2 separate regions of the Rattus norvegicus genome follow, and region 2 is linked to region 1. The links are chromatin contacts, called in public Hi-C maps. All regions are on one chromosome and are shown on one strand. Each heading gives the region's core, a stretch centred on a gene start, on an enhancer-like site or on the middle of the called end of the contact. The rest is flanking DNA. Distances are from core to core; before and after follow the strand shown. Region 1 holds the start of Ccdc9 (coiled-coil domain containing 9). Region 2 holds the start of Tmem160 (transmembrane protein 160).

The links. A called contact is a pair of places that touch in the nucleus more often than the background predicts.
Region 2: a Hi-C map of psoas muscle shows a contact between it and region 1, with 2.7 times the contacts expected there. The contact joins the promoter of Tmem160 here to the promoter of Ccdc9 in region 1. A contact is called at or near these places in 5 of 12 Hi-C or Micro-C datasets (the A7r5 cell line, the Rat2 cell line, Schwann cells and 2 more).

The regions. Positions count from the first base shown.
Region 1 is chr1:86,118,410-86,121,109 of GRCr8, forward strand. It overlaps Ccdc9 (coiled-coil domain containing 9), which reads right to left and starts at 1,377. Exons shown (of 14, transcript NM_001401581.1): 1 at 1,297-1,377.
Region 2 is chr1:86,291,182-86,293,881 of GRCr8, forward strand. It overlaps Tmem160 (transmembrane protein 160), which reads left to right and starts at 1,401. Exons shown (of 3, transcript NM_001106227.1): 1 at 1,401-1,789. The coding sequence starts at 1,582.

The DNA.
Region 1 (2,700 bases), core at 127-2,626:
AGGCCCAGGATCCACTGCAGGGGCCTTCCTGGAACGGACTTGACCTTCATAGTGATACTCAAGGCAGAAGACAGAACTTCTACAGAGGCTTACAAGAGAAAACTGCCAGCTGCAACCACACCCGACCTCCAAAAACCTCCGTGGTCCCACCCCTAACTAGGGTGAAACTTCAGGCCCCTCCTTTCCGGCCAGATTCTGGCCCCGCCCCTGCCTCTGAGTTCCCTACTTCCTTGCCTGTGTTCTGCTGCACTCCCAGGTCAGTAAAAACTTTCTAGCTCCATTCCCGCCATTTGCCATTCTCCACCAGCACCCTAGCCCCACTCGCGAAATCCCTGAAATCTTAGCTCCACTTCCATCCAGTCTCAGCCAGCCCCTGGACCCTCCACTAGCTTCTGGGCAATCATCAGGACCCACCACCAGAACCAAGAAACTTTCCTGCCTCGCCCAAGGGATCTCTGCCCCAAACTCTAGCCCCATTAAACACTAAAACCACGTCATAGTGAAATAATCATTGCCCAAAACACTGAGAACAATATTCTGGCTACACCCCCAGCATCTTGGCCAAACTAGCCTAACGCCTCAGTTCAATCCTCACCTCTTCACTTAAAGCCCTGCCTCTTTCCCCACTCCCCTCGAAGCTTTGGCCCCGCCCCGAGCAGGCCAATCTCTTAGCTCCGCCCCTGGCCCTCATAACCACGCCCCCGTAGCACCCCCTACCGCCAAGACGAACTTGTAAGGCCCCAAGCAATACTCTAGCCCCGCCCTCAGTTCACTCCGCCCACCGACCTTTACCCCGCCCCGCGCCGTTTTGACCACTCCCCCAATTCGCCCGCCTACCGCCCAAACCCCACCCCTTACACGCCCAACACTTTAGCCCCGCCCCAAGTTTTTATCGTGCCAACGCCCAGACTCCGCCTCTTACCCCCACCCTACACTATTTGGTCCCGCCCCCAGCGTCTCCGCCCAACGTCCCGAGCCTGCCCCCTAATCCTCTAGGCAAAACTCTGGCCCCACCCCCAGCCCAGACACAGCTTTGCAAGGCCCGCCCCGCTAAGTCAACCACCCAGGCTTGGGGCCCGCCCGCACCCGCTCGTCTGGCCCTGCCCACACGTTCACGGCCCAACCTCAGCACCCCTCAAGCGACCCATGTGGGCGTCGCGTCCCCGCCCCCCGCAGAGTACCCTGACCCCGCCCCCGCCGGCAGCTCGTCTCTATCCGCGCGCGTTCACGCTCCCTCACGTGGGCGAACAGGCCCCGCCCTCTCCGGGCGCGCACCCGGCCCCCTCCCCCGGTCACCTGTCCCGGAGACCCCGCGGTGTCTGCGACTCCGGCTCCGTCCGCCTTCGCGTCCGCAGCTCCCGGGCCTCACGCGTCACTTCCGGGCCACACCACGTGAAGAGAGGAAATAAGTGGGGCACTTCCGGTCTTGACATCCCATTTCCGGGTGCCTTAAAGGGTCCGCACCCCCTCAGGCTCTGCAGAAGGTGGCAGAAGCGTGTTTGTTCTGTCTGGTCTCAGGGGATGGACATGTAGCACTAAATCTCTGGGTTCCTTTTTTGGTTTAGACTTTTATCACCCGGAGCCACTGGTTCCCGATTTTACTAGGTAAAAATTAGACATTATACAGGGACCCCTGAAAACCTAAATTGGTTTCATTACCTCTTCTTGCTAATGAAACCTTAGTTATAGAAACTAACCAATTCATAAAAATATAAAGTTTTGGGGCTGGAGAGATGGCTCAGTGGTTAAGAGCACTGCTCTTCCAGAGGTCCTGAGTTCAAATTCCAGCAACCACATAGTGGCTCACAATCATCTGTAATAAGATCTGATGCCTTCTTCTGGTGTGTCTGAAGACAATTACAGTGTACTTATATATAATAGATAAATAAATCTTATATATATACATATATATAATTTTTTAAAATCAACTATATAAAGCTGGGCAGTCCCAGCTTTATATCAACTATATAAAGTCCTGGTAGATGCCTCTAATTTCAGCACTTGGGAGACTGAGACAGAAAGATTACCTCGGGGTCAAAAACAGCAGGATAGATGATAGATAGATAGATAGATAGATAGATAGATAGATAGATAGATAGATAGACAGACAGACAGACAACCAGGGCTACATAGATCCTCTCTCAAAGGAGAAATAAAAGCAGGGTGACGTGGCTGAGAAAGTAAAGGCACTTGGCCAATTATGATGACCTCTGTTTGAACCCTGGACTTTGAGATGCACACCCTCTTTTACCTGTTGAGCAACGTACTGGCACTTGAATTATTCTTTTTTTTAAATATCTGTACTGGCTCAGTTTGTTGTCAACCTAACACAAGTTAGAGTCATCAGAGAAGACAAAGCATCTGTTAAGAAAATGCCTCCACGAGATCCAGCTGTAGCATTTTCTCAATTACTGATTGATGGGGGAGGACCTAGCCCATTGTGGGTGGTGCCATCTCCGGACTGATAGTCCTGGGTTCTATAAGAAAGCAGGCAGAGATGGCTGTGGGGAAGAAATCAGTAAGCACCACCCTTTCATGGCCTCTGCGTCAGCTCCTGCCTCCAGGTTCCTGCCCTGATTGAGTTCCTATCCTGACTTCCTCCAATGATAGATTGTGATATGAAAACAGAAATCAAATAAACCCTTTCCTCCCAACTTGCTTTTTGGTCATGATGTTTCATCTCAGCACTAAAATGTTGAC
Region 2 (2,700 bases), core at 151-2,650, 170 kb after region 1:
CAATGGCCACAGCCTCATTCAGGACGGACAGAGGTAGCTGGGGCAGTGTGGTCTCAAACACCAAGATCCTATGTGAGGAGCCACTCCTGAGCTGAGAAAAGACAAGAGACACAGATACCTAGTGTGCCTTGCTGATGTCTGTGGGACTATTTTATAGAGAGAGGCCTTCTGACAGCAGAAGGAAGTGGCAATGAATAAAAGTGAAAGAATAAAAAATGCAGCCGAGAAGTCAGTTTAGAAATGCTAAAATGCTATCTCACCCCTAAGAAGCCCTAAATACCTCAAATTCCAGACCCTGCTCTCTGCCAGTAAGTAGGTAAAAGGTCACATTTCTTGAGCCCGCTCTCTGTATGGAACTAGGTGGAAGGGCGTAAGATAGGCCCCTCAGGCTCTTGATGCAATGAAATGATTGGTTTGCGATGTGCGGGCTTTGTTGTAAACCGTATAAAAGCTGTCCGGATTCTGCACCCGGGGTCCGCAGCCCTCTACCCCCACGTGGCGTAGGACTGTGGACCCCAGCGTGCTTGGAATAAAAGTCCTCTTGCTGATTGCATCGAATTTGGTGTCGGTGGTCTTTGGGGACGAGCGGATCTTTGGTGGTGGTCCTTCCGGTCCAACAGAAGGACTAAAGTCCATCCCAGAGGGCAACAAGACAGCCCATGGGGTGGCCCTAAAAATTGGGCGCCTCACATCCTTGATTGCCCAGGAGATCCCATACTCTGACCAGACAGAAGATGTGATCTGGGCCAAACACCTGTCCTTGTCTAGGTGTCATAAGAGATGATGGAGGACAGCTGACTACAAACTAATTGTGCCTGAGGAAATAGGTAAAAGCATACTGAAAAAGATCCATTATTCTTCACACATAGGATCCCAGAGAACGCAGGACTCAGTCCACCAGTCCTACATCATAATTAAAGATGCCAATTTGAAAACAGGGTCTTTGCCAGGTCTCGAATCTGTTGCTTCTGCCCTCTCATCTGCTTCTCTGCCGTCTCTTTTCCATTAAACACTCTCTCTGCCACTATTACTAAGTTTGATTCCCAGTACCGGGGGTTAGAGCGGTAATAATGTTTTGGAAAGAGTGTAAGGGCAGGAATGAATTTTCAGAAATGGCATCTTATTAACATCTGCATAAAAGAAAAACGGAAGAGGAATACGACAAAATAGTTGTGTGTCCTCTTTAGTGAGGTAACTGGCAGTTGTTTCCGTGAGTTTACTAGAGTTTTGCAACTAGTTTAAGCAACTAATACAAATTTTGTTTCCCGGCTGTGGAGAGCAGTAATTTTTTGAAACTACAAGTCCCAGCAGACATTGCTCCATACCCTCTTGCAGGTCGAACAGCTTGCCGTGCATTGATCTCTGGGATTTGTAGTCTGATGACAAAAATAAGGTGGGTCACACACTACCGGCACATATAACTGAGGTGGAGACACAGCCAGATACACCAATAGGTATTGCGTTCCGGGATTGAGTTGCGGGCAGATCACCAATGGCCGCGTCGTTTCTCATGAGTGATGTGACTTCCAGCCTACAGTAGGTCCGTGGGGCGGAGCGCGTGTCGCGGCCCCATTGCGAGCCATGGGAGGCGGCTGGTGGTGGGCTCGGGTCGCGCGCCTTGCCCGCCTGCGCTTCCGGGGGTCTCTGCAGCCGCTTCAGCGGCCCCGCAGCGGGGGTGCACGCGGGTCCTTCGCCCCCGGCCACGGTCCACGCGCAGGAGCCTCGCCGCCCCCGGTGTCCGAGCTGGATCGAGCGGACGCTTGGCTCCTCCGCAAGGCACATGAGACAGGTCAGTGGCAGGGGCCGGGGTCGTTTGCGATACAAGTAGAAGGACACTCCCTGTGTGCACGTGGGAGTGGGCGGCGAGAGTAAGGCAAGCATCTGCTGGGAACAGGGCCTGTGCTCAGCGGGGGCAGCTTGCTCATGTGAGCGCAGGGAAACAGTGTTGGGGGGTGGGTAGGAGATTTTGCAGCCTGGCCGCATAGGGCACCATCTTTTGGGTCCTGGCTAATGGGGTTCAGCAGGGATTAGGGGGCGGGGGTGTTACGGTTAGGAGAAGTAGCTGGCAGCACCACACTTCCTAGGTGAGAGACCGTTCCAGAGGCAGCTGGGAGGGAACAAGTTTGCCTGCGACAGGGGTATCGGTTAGGATTGCAGACAGAGGGGACCACTTGGAATAAAACAAGAGTGTGGCTACCCGCAGAAGAAGGGGAAGTTCTGGATTGGACCAGCGCTTAACCAATGGTAGAGAAGGTGGCTGCTGATTGGAGGGAGAGGTGATCTGGGCTGCAGGGGGAGGAATCTCAAACAAGGCATTGGTTTGAGAGCCTGAAGCCTGGCTGGTATAGGATGGGGCTAATAGTGGGAACAACCATTTGGCAACACTCGGACTTGAACGGTGAGGAGATGGTGGATGAGACCATGCCAGGTAGGAGCGGTTACCACGGAGGGGAATGAGGAGGCTAGAGGCAGGTCTCTGTGGAGAAGTTTGTCCCAGAGGTCTGAGGGAGAGAGAGGGAAGACCACAGGATGCACAAGTGAGCCAACTTGGGAAGACTCTATCCTCAGACTGAACGTCTTCAATTCATGCTCTAGATTTTGAGTGTCTGGGACAGAAGGGTAAAGAAAAAGGACTTGAATGGGACTTCCCATAAGGGATGCACATCTAGAATACTTTTGTGGCTGTATAGGGTGAGAGGG